Regions from separate parts of the Danio rerio genome. Here region 2 is linked to region 1. The links are chromatin contacts, called in public HiChIP or PLAC-seq maps. All regions are on one chromosome and are shown on one strand. The core of a region is the stretch at or near the end of the contact, and the rest is flanking DNA. Distances in the headings are between cores, read along the strand shown. Region 1 holds the start of shroom2a (shroom family member 2a). Region 2 holds the start of cldn33b (claudin 33b).

Evidence for each region. HiChIP or PLAC-seq counts read pairs in DNA pulled down with a chosen protein or histone mark.
Region 2: an H3K4me3 HiChIP or PLAC-seq map of embryo shows a contact between it and region 1, with 4 times the contacts expected there. The contact joins the promoter of cldn33b here to the promoter of shroom2a in region 1. A contact is called at or near these places in 2 of 4 datasets of contacts at active chromatin or transcription factors (embryo and gastrula embryo).

What each region holds. Positions count from the first base shown.
Region 1 is chr6:32,884,940-32,890,647 of GRCz12tu, reverse strand. It overlaps shroom2a (shroom family member 2a), which reads right to left and starts at 3,124. Exons shown (of 11, transcript XM_073954242.1): 1 at 2,130-3,124. The coding sequence starts at 2,342. It overlaps trnag-ucc (transfer RNA glycine (anticodon UCC)), which reads right to left and starts at 1,775; the gene lies at 1,704-1,775.
Region 2 is chr6:32,995,897-33,001,604 of GRCz12tu, reverse strand. cldn33b (claudin 33b) reads left to right here and starts at 2,651. Exons shown (of 1, transcript NM_001045383.1): 1 at 2,651-3,657. The coding sequence starts at 2,868. The coding sequence ends at 3,533.

The DNA of each region.
Region 1 (5,708 bases), core at 1,875-4,374:
TATATATATATATATATATATATATATATATATATATATATATACATATATATAATAAATAATCACAGTGCAAAAATAAAAGGTAAATAAACAGTGCTCTATGGTTTTCTGGGGAGTCAAACGATATTCAAGTACAGAAATTAAACAATCAATTGTAAAATAACATGATCCCATGGGTCAATATTGTATAAATAATTTAAAAATATATTTCTTTATCCTTTAATCTTCTGGATATGCACAAAGCAACGTTGATGCTCAAACAATACATTGTTCAGCCGTATCATGCAGAATATGTACTTTAGAAGAACAAACTAACAGCCAATATGTTAATGACAAGCAGGCAATAAGTTAAAAGTCGATTGAGAAAATTGGTCCTTAACCTTAAGTGTAATCTTTGATCAAAGCAATTTCATGTCAAATACCTTTCACATTCATTTCATGTAATTTCAAACACTTGTCCGTGATCATAGGGGTTTTGTAATACTATTAAAATTTACGCACCTTTAGGGGGATCTTAACCCTTATGATTTATTTTCTGTTGTAAACAAAAAGAAGATATTTCAAAGAATGTTGGAGACCAGCAGTCATTGAAGCCCCCAAAATAAACAATATGTTATTACAGGGGATTTGTAATGAATGCCTTTTATAGTGATATGCTGTAACGTCAGACACCTCTCTGTGATCGCAGGGGTTTCGTGTCAAATGTCTTTTATATTCACATACTGTAACTTCAGATGACTAACTGTGATCACAGCGGTTTCATGTCAAAAACCTTTTGCATTCATATACTGAGATTTGAGACACTTGTCGGTGATCACAAGAATTCCATGTCTGTGAGCAGTAAAAAATTACACATTTAATAACATTTGAAAATTATAACGCTTTTATTAGTTCACATATTTGCCCAGATTACATTTAAATACATTGCTTATTCTTAAATGGCATTGTCAGCAATTTGGAAATCTGTGAGTGAATTTATTTTGAATTAGCTACAAAACAGTATGCACCAGATGCACACTTGTAGCTTTTCAGAAGGTGAAAGATGAAGGAAACTGAAAAAAAGAGGTATATAAAACTAAAATGTACAAAATAAAGGTCATTTTGAATCGACATTACATCTCATCAGATTCAAAATTACAACAAAAAAGAACTTTGTGACCTGTCTTTTTTATTTCCCCCACACCTTTGAAACGTTTTATGCCACAGTAATGCAACCCCTGGAATTTAGTGCATGCCCCGAGGGGATTGCCTCTTTTAGCACTTTAGTTGTAATTATTCAGAGAAACTTTCTCTGTCAAAACAAAAATCCAAACTCATCAAAATTTTACTACATTTGAAAGTAAATAAAATAAATAAAATTCAAATTACTGTATCCAGCAGCCTATATGCACAGGAAATGTTAACTACTAAATCAAATTCTTAAATTTGTATCTATTATGTTATCATGTAACTTTTATTTTAATAAATTAGCATGATTATTATAATAATCATTATAAAACAATACTGCACAGAAAATATGACCATTTAAAAAAGCAAAACTTTACACAAACAATGTTTTGTCCCTGACTGTTTTTTTCTTCTTCACGTGTACATTAGATATCTATGACTTTTTAACCGCGGAAATAGAACGTGTCCTATGTTTTCGCCACAACTGAAATCTGGACAAAACATTACAAGACGACAAAAACTAAAACAAAATTTCTTGCGTTGGCCGGGAATCGAACCCGGGTCAACTGCTTGGAAGGCAGCTATGCTAACCACTATACCACCAACGCTTGACAGAACCAGGAGCACTATCTAGTGCACTTCAAGCAAGGGCAGAGGTAGGGATAAATGTGGAAACAATTATGCAAAGCGTTAAATATGAAAAATGCACTTTTAAAATCAACGACCTGCTTTTTATTAAACAATTTTATCTCAACCTAAATTTATACTAAATAAAATTCAAAATTTTTATGGCTTTGCATTTTTGAGCATCATGACATGTAACGTTAGCTTAGCTGAGCTCTTTGTTTAAGTTACTACGTTACCTAAGAAAAAAGTTTGAGGTCTCTCTTTAACAGTAATGTCAAGGTTAAAGAAACAGTCCTGAAGGTCAAACTGTCCAAAATAGTCGACGAAAAGCTTACCTTGGTTATAAGAAGAGGTTCTCCGTGCTCCAGTCCTCCTCTGAGGGTAAAACCCCACGGTGCTCCCCCGGACAGGGTCACTTCCACTACTTTCCATCCCTCATCATTAACGTGATGTTCATTAAAACTCGCAGATCTGATTGAACTGCAAAAGCTCCTGTGATCGTCTTCTGGAAAACTGGGGTTCACCGGGTATTGGTTGATCGTGTCCATTTCATACAAGACCGTCTCTTAAACAACAAAATCTGGCTTTTTTATTTCACAAAATAAATCCGAGGTGAACCAATAAAAAAATCCTACATAGTCCAGCCACTGTTAATGTTAATCCACAAAACATCACACGAATGTCTGTCTCTAGGATACTTTGTTGCCTTGTTTCCTCCTCTGGACGAAGCGCTGTCCATCATTTACCTTAACTATTTAAGAAAACTGGAGAGTATTTCTACAGAACAAACAACCAAATTTAAAAACTTTTGTTCTGCTTCTTAAAACAAAGCGCGAAAACATTAATTTGTTTATTGTTTTTAACCCCCTTTCATCATGTTAGCATTAGCCAACGAATTCGGTCAAGTTTCACTCGCCATTAAATCAATTACGTCCTAAAGAGATATAAAAACGCTCACCGACTGACTGACAATAAAACAACCGACCGGATTAAAGTCGTAGACCCGAATTACAGATTAGTCAAACGGGTTTCCCAGTGATGTAAACTGAATGTTGTGGTCGTCCAGCGGTAATAAGTATGCCAGTTGAGCTAGCCTGCTAACCGCGAGCTTATTCAATCAACAAGTGGATGAACAACGCACTTCACATCTCTTCCCTAAACCGCATTATAAGTTGTCTAACTGTTGTCCGAACCGAAACAAACACATTCCCCTGGTGGTTTTCACCCTAACGCAGCATGAGCTCGGAGAGGAGGCACAAAGGCTGAAATGCTGGATCATAGGGTGATCTGTTGGGTTTGTACGGATTACTCTCAGGAGGGGGAGAGACCCGATCTACCTGTGCGCGTCACCAGAAATTAGAAGAGAGCAGCGCAGCAGCGGCCTCTGCTGGTGTCTGTGACGATAATATCTCATGCTTTGCAACGCATTGGCCAATGTTGATTTTGGATCACTTACGCTAGTGCCTTTGCCCCACACTTGGGTGTCACATACACCGATGCAGGTCTGAAAAGGTATTTTATTGCTTTATTTTTATTTTATTATTAAAAAGTGCCACATGCAGTTGTCTTCAATTGAATCACCAAGGACTAAATACACAAATAAATGTGTATGTTCACAGCAAATGTTCTGGTAGCAATAAAAAGAGGGAGATGTAATAAAAATTCTTCATAAGCAACCATGACATTACACTTTTTTTTTACCCAGCATTGAGCTCTTCAGTGATATACAAGCACTTGTGCAACGCTATGGCGGGCAAGCAAGTTTACAATGTTAGAAAAATCATGTGGACATATAAAAGGGTATTCGTTATGAGTAGTATGTGCAGAGAAGTAAATCTTTACTAATAGACAAATCTGCACACTCATTTGTAAGTTGCATGATTAATGATGAAGTCGCTGGTGTTTTCTTGTATTGATTTCATGGTCACACTTTACAATAAGGTTCATTAGTTAATGTTAATTAATACATTTACTAACATGAACAAACAATGAACAATACATCTACTTCTGTATTTGTTCATGTTAGTTAACGTTAGTTAATGAAAATACAGTAGCTCATTGTTAGTTCATGTTAATTCATGGTGCATTAACTAATGTTAACAAGCATGGACTTGGATGTTAATAATGCATTAGTAAATGTTCAATTATGATTAATAAATGCTGTACATGTGTTGTTCATGATTAGTTCATGTTAGTAAATGCATTAACTAACGAACCTTATTGTAAAGTGTTACCGATTGCATACCTGCATCTGATTGTAAAGGTTGGTGGATGCAAATTAGATGCAAACCATATCACCAATAGAGGGTATTGAAAAACTCTTTTTAGAGCACTGGGAGAAAAGCAAATAAACAAAACAATCTAGTTTCATTGTCACTGACAGCCGAAAGCAAAAGAGCATTTACACATTCAGCAACAGGTCATTACAGACCTCTAAACCAGTAGTTCTTCTCATCAGCTCGCCACATGCTAGCATAAAGCAAGAAATCGCTCTGCAAATTACCCAAATTGCCACATAAATTACCTAATGACTAATTAATGGTTAATGCATTAGAATTAGAATGATGTTGGTATATCAGTGACGATGTGAATACAACCAGGGCTTTGAAACTGCTTTAGGTAATAAGTGTCAAATGTGCATATACCAATATATAAATGAAAGCAGAAGTAAAAAGAAGGGAAAACTTATAGTTCATGTACTAGTTCAATGCTTTTATTACAGACTTTATTATGCTCACAGCATGGTGTCCATACACTCTAAAAATGCTGGATTGTCATAACTCAACATTGCATTTGTCCATATTGGACTCAACGTTGATCCAGCATTTTTTAGACTGTATGTTTATAGTGTTTCGTCAACCAGAAGTTTGGCAAGTCACACACTCAAAAATTAAGTCGTATGTTGTTCAGACTAATGAACTTTCATATCAGTGTCAAAAGGGTAATTGCGCTGATCTAAGTGTACAGAAAGAAGAACACAATTAAACATTTGCTCTAATGTCTAGAGTGAAATGAAGAGTTGAGACGTTGGCAGAGCTGAGAGGTGTGAGCATGACTGCTGCATGCTGTCCTTGATGTACTGCCATGGAAACACCACAAGCAGACATACTTTTCAACATTCTGATCTTTTTTATTTCAACCATAATATTGAAACAATTTAGCCTCAAAGCTTCACGAGGACAAGTACATGTTAACATCACATATATGATGTTGTTTTGGAACATGTTAGACATGTAGTTTTGGAACATTTTCATTTTGAAACAACAGAAATAATGTGATTACATCACCCTTTTCACATGAAAATGTGCCAAATCTGCCTGTTTTATGTGTTTGATGTGCATTTTTACAATGTCATTGCTCATGTGAAGCTTTTTAGTTAAAGAAAGTCATTTTGAATAATTAATAGCAGTAATGGATCATTTTAGGCAGCATGGTGGTGCAGTGGGTTGCACTCACAGCAAGGAAGTCGCTAGTTCAAGCCCCAGCTGGGTCAGTTGGCATTTCTGTGTGGAGTTTGCAATTCTCCCTGTGTTCACGTGGGTTTCCTTCGGGTGCTTCGTTTTCCGTCACAAGTCCAAAGACATGTGCTATTGATGAATTGGGTAAGCTAAATTGTCTGTAGTGTGTGTACAGTGCTCAGCTTAAATGAGTCCACCCCATTTAGAAAATGAATATTTTTCATCCATTTCTTAGTAAATATAGCCAATGTACTTTGGTGCATTTGAACAAAACAGATTTATATTTATTCAAATGATATTTTAGTCACCAAACATATTTAGAAATCGAAAGATAGTACAATTAAATTCAAGCAAAATATTGCAAAAATAAATTACAACCTGCAAAATTTCAGCTAATTTTTTTTATTTTTATCATTTTGCTTCTCTTGATTTTTCCTCTTTTTTCAATTTGTATTT
Region 2 (5,708 bases), core at 1,402-3,901, 110 kb before region 1:
GTCAGTGACTACCATTCTAGAACATATCTTCTTTTGTGTGCAGCAGAAGAAAGAAACTCCTAATGGTTTAAAACCACATGAGGGAAAGTAAATAATGAGATAATTTCACTTTTAGGTGAACTATCCCTTTAATTTGTATTTACAATTTTTAATATAAGAACAGAATAAAGACTTTATAATAAAATGAGTTGAATTAAGTTGAGTTGAAAGTTGAATTAAAACTGATAATAGTTGAAATGACATACTATTGTTTTATTTTTATTTTTTTGCTTTAACAAACATTATTCTCAGACAAAGTGAAATGTGAGTGTCTGAAATTATGTGTTTGTTAAAAGGCAATTATGTGTTTGTGGACAGCCTCTGTGTGGCGTCACAGATTTCTCTCACTCTGCCCTACGTGGCTTTCTGACAGAAGTGTGATACAGTCTTAATGTAATTTGACATGCTGTAGAAGCCAGATATCAAACCAAAGGCGACAGACTCACACTTCAGGTAACACTCATTTTCTTGAGCATTTTTATATACAGTTAAAAAGTAATGATCAACTATTTAGTCTCCACTTTCCTTCCTAATCTGCAATTGCCTCTCTGGCTCCACCGCTAACTGTATTACAAATTTTTTTAAAAAGAATTACTAATGTTTTGCTTCTTACACTTTACAGATCTGAAACTTGCCTACAGCACTTATTCATTGTTGCTCTTATAGTTGTGTAAATTGCTACCTTGTCCTCATTTGGATAAAAGCGTCTGCTAAATGACTAAATGTAAATGTAAACGTATCAATGATAGTGGTTTACTGCACAAAATGTAATAATAAGACAACTGTTCAAAACTGCTTGAAGCTTTGATCATTCGCCTTAACATTTAATGACAGATGCTTGTTAAATGTAAAATATTATATATATTGATATATATATAGATAGCATTATTATTCTTATAGTTGTAGTACTGATTGTACTACTTTATATTATTATTATATATCAAAATATAAGATGCTGCATGTGACATAAGAAGGGCTTTGGAATACAAACTTATATTTTCTTTATGTTTTATTTGCACACAGAAAAGCCAGAGAAATGTTTTAAAGGTAACAGAAAATACTGAAAATCTGTAAATACTGAAATCAGCAAAAACATCTTAACAATTTTTTTTCTGTAAGGGTTTGAGTTTCAATTTATTTTGAATAGATACATTCATTGAATTCAATGGATGTTATTTTAGATGCCATGTCACTTGCATACCTGAAATAAAATGTTTTAAAAGAGCACTTCTAAGACAAGATATGTACAGATGATCAAAGTGATTCAAAAGAGGATCATTCACAAATCATGCAAACATTTTAATGCTGAAGAAATTAAATTAATTATTAGGTTTAATGGAAAAAAGTCTTTCAGATCCCACTGCAAAACAGCTTAAACTGATTTCTTTGATAATAATAATAATAATAATAATAATAATAATAATAATAATAATAATAATAATAATAATAATAATATAAAGTAGAAGTATTAGCAGTAATAATAATGATAATAATTACAATAGTAATAATACTACTTTATTATTATTATTTTAAATACAATAGTTTTGTATACTATTGTCTACTACTACTACTACTACTTATTATTATTATTATTATTATAGTAATAATATTAATAATAATATAAAGTTGTAGTATTAGTAGTATCATAATAATAATAATAACAATAATAAAAAGTAGTAGTAGTAGTAACAATAATAACAATAATAATAGTAGTACTACTACTACTACTACTACTACTACTACTACTACTACTAATAATAATAATAATAATATAAGTAATAAAAAGTAGTAGTAGTAGTAGTTGTAGTAGTAGTAGTAGTAGTAGTAGCACTACCACTACTACTACTACTACTACTACGAATAATAATAATAATAATAATAATAATATTTATAATAATAATAACATGAAGAAGAACTATTAGTAACACCAATAATAATAATAATAATAATAATAATAATAATAATAAAAAGAACAATTAGTAGCACCAATAATAATAATAATAATAATAATAATAATAATAATAATAATAAAAGTAGTAGTGATAATGATAATAATGCTATAAAATATAAACATAAAATATTTTACTTAAAAAAATCAAATAAAAACATCCTGGACTTATTGTCAGCAAACATCAAAGATCTCTGCTTAGGTACTCATTGCAGTTTTGGCATGCTCTTCTTAGCAAAGCTTATCTCTGACCCATTCGTTCCTCAAAAAATCCTTCATAAACAGTAAAAGCGTTCCTCCCTTTATAAACCTTTTACTTTTACCCATGGCAACCCCTTTTCTCTTTTGCCCAAGTGCTGTTGCCGATAGCAGGGAAATCAAATAAAAAGATACAAACAAACTGTAATGAGGTAGTAAAATCAAAATAGTTTGTCCCCTGAAAATGACAACAATCAGGATTTTAATGGCATCCTGTCTACAGTTTAATGGCATCCCGTGTGGCCTTTGGTCTCTTGCTGCCAGACCGGGGTCTGAATAAGAATCTTTACCTCTCTCTCTCTCTCTCTCACCCTCTCTCTCTCTCCCTCTCTCTAAAAAGGATCCAAGAGGGCAGGGCCTAAAGTCGAAGTGCCCATGTGTACACCTCCTCTACCTCTCATGTTCAGCTGATGAGTGCCTCTTACTGAAGTCTGACGGACTGTGAAGGACTTGCCTTGTCAGAAGAACTCTGCAAGATCACACCCGAGGTGCTGCTTTTGGTCTTTCCACGCTTTCCTCCTCTATCCCTCACTCATTTCTCTTATCGAGAGGAGGCTCTTGAAGCACCAGACAAACCTGAAGGCCGTCGGACCCCAAGGGGACACGGTAGCCAGAGGAGACCATGACAAACCCTTGCACGGTGGCTCTGGAACTCTTTGGGATGCTGATCGGGGCAGGAGGCTGGTTCTGTTCACTGGCCGCCACCATCATGCCTCAGTGGCTGTCACGTTCAACTGAACTGTTCGCCACAGAGAGCTTTGAACAAGGGCTTTGGGAGGTCTGTGTGATCCAGGAAGTGGCTGGCATGGAGTGTCGTCCCTATGACACCATCCTAGGTCTTGACCCCACTGTGATGCTGGCACGAATTCTGATGTGCATGTCGAATGCCACTGGGCTCCTCGGGATTCTCCTCGCCATCCCTTCCATGAGTCAGATCAAGTGCTGTAAGGGCGAGGAGGGACGCAAGACCAAGAGAGGGCTGAAGATCTCAGCTGCCGTGTTTTTGTGCATCGCCGGTTTGTTGGTTCTCACTCCAATATCTTATGTTGCTCACGATACAGTGATGAGATACTTCGATGAGAGTGTGCCTCATGTGGTGCCGCGCTCTGAGTTTGGGGATGCGCTGTTCATTGGCTGGTCTGCAGGACTTCTTTACATTGTGGCATCCGTGCTGTTGTTTGCCTCTTGCACTGACTCAGGAAACAGTGAGCCGCACTTGGTGTATCACCATCGAAGGCAGGATACCAGAACTTTGGATAGATCAGGAAAACGCACCGAGTACGTTTGAGACGATTCTCACTGTCTTAAAATCCCTGTTGATATTTCTTTTTAAAGAAATTTTAAAATTCTTTTAAGAACTTTTAACATTCAATCATAATAAAGGACTTTCTTATGATGCATTTATCCTTCAATATTTGAGCAGCCTGAATTTTGTGTTTTCAATGCCTTCAGTATGCATGTAGCGTCTGGAAAAAGTGACAACAATATCTTTGTTATTACTATTTTGTGAATATTGTCTTCAATTATTTTTTTAGCATGTTCTCACTCTATTCTTTCACGTTAATAGAGATTCCATCAGCTTAACATACATACAATGCAACAAGCACAAAAAAACATAAAGCTTTTGTTTCTGATTTTCCTTATGCATTTGCACGCCACACTCAACGTCACCTCCAAACACAACACATTGTTTGGAGCAACCGAACGGCACATGGAAACCTGCTGCTATTAATACTGGGTACTGTATACTTCACTAAGGCTTTTGCATTGTTAAAATCCACAGTTGCCTGACTACTTATTTTTTAACAAAAGGTTTCAGTACTTCTTGACTCATGAGTATTTGCACATTTATTTAGGGTTTCAGATTCCTTTACATGACTTTGATCTCTGCACTTTTGATTTTAGTAATTAAATATATAGTTGAAGTCAGGATTATTAGCCCCCTTTATATTTTATTTATTTATTTTTTATATTTTCCAAATGCTGTCTAACAGAGCAAGGAAATTTTCACAGTATGTCTGATAATATTTTTCTTCCGGAGAAAGTCTTATTTGTTTTATTTCATTTAGAATAAAAGTAGTTTTTAAATTTTTAAAAACTATTTTAAGCTTAAAATTATTAGCCCCTTTAAGCTTCATTTTTTCCGATAGTCTACAGAAATAAACATCGTTATATAGTAACTTGCCTAGTTACTTGCCTAGTTAATCTAATTAACCTAGTTAAGCCTTTAAATGTCACTTTAAGCTGTATAGAAGTGTCTTGAAAAATCTCTAATAAAGTATTATTGACTGTCATCATGGCAAAGATAAAATAAATCAATTATTAGAGATGAGTTATTAAAACTATTATGTTTAGAAATGTGTCTTCTCTCCGTTAAACAGATTTTTTTTTGGTTTTTTTGGGGGGGGGGGGGGTGTGGGGGGGTAAACAGAAGCGCTAATAATTCAGGGGGCATATAATTCTGACTTCAACTGAATATCATTCATTCAAATTATGGTGCCGCAATCAGGTAATCAGTACTTTCATCAGTTAATTTACAGATTTATTTCTTAGAGTGTGACTAAACTGATAATGTATACAAATTTTATTATGTGGTTTATAAGGCGGTTGTACACATATGATGAATTATTAAAATTATGGTAGTATTTTCAGATAAAGTTTATTGATATTATTTGTTTAGTTGTAGTTGCACATTTCATAAGGTATTAAATTCGATATTAACACATTTTTAAATTACTTTCTTAATAACACAGCTAAAGCTACATGTGAAGTAAATGTTACTTGCTACTACCAAACTATAACTGGTCATTTTACAGTAGCAATTGAATAATTAACGAAAATATAAAGTTAAACATTTAATAAATATAAAATACTACATTTAATTATAAATATGTATAATATTATCAAACACGTTTTAAGCAAGAGCGCAAATGGAACAAAATGAGGTTTGGTGTTCAGTCAGGTGAGCAAATGCCTGCTTGAGTGTAATTGCCTTTGATGGTCTCTCTATCAGAATGGAGACTAAGCTGAGTTTAATGAAGGCTTTAATGAGCAGCATGTCCTCTGAGGAATGCCAAACAGTCCTTGCCTCCTCCTCTCCATCATTACTCTGATTTGACAACATATTCGGAGGGGATCAACAGGTACCGTCCCATCCCGGAAACAGATAGAGACGTCTCCAACTAGTGATGCTTCATATTCACGCTAAGGTGTCTATGACTTTATGAAAACATGAATTAAGGTAGATCAAGCCGAGCAAACACACAGGAAGAGTTTGTCATTTTGATCAAACATGTGTCTCAACTTATTTACACATAAATTATGGCATATGGACAAACTGTTCTCAGACATGAAGGCGCCACAAAGATTGTGCCCTAGACTTCCTGTGATAGATATTGATAAGGAAAATGAAAATGGGGCGGCTTGTTTAGACTTAGATGTTTAGCTTTTAACGCTCATTTTC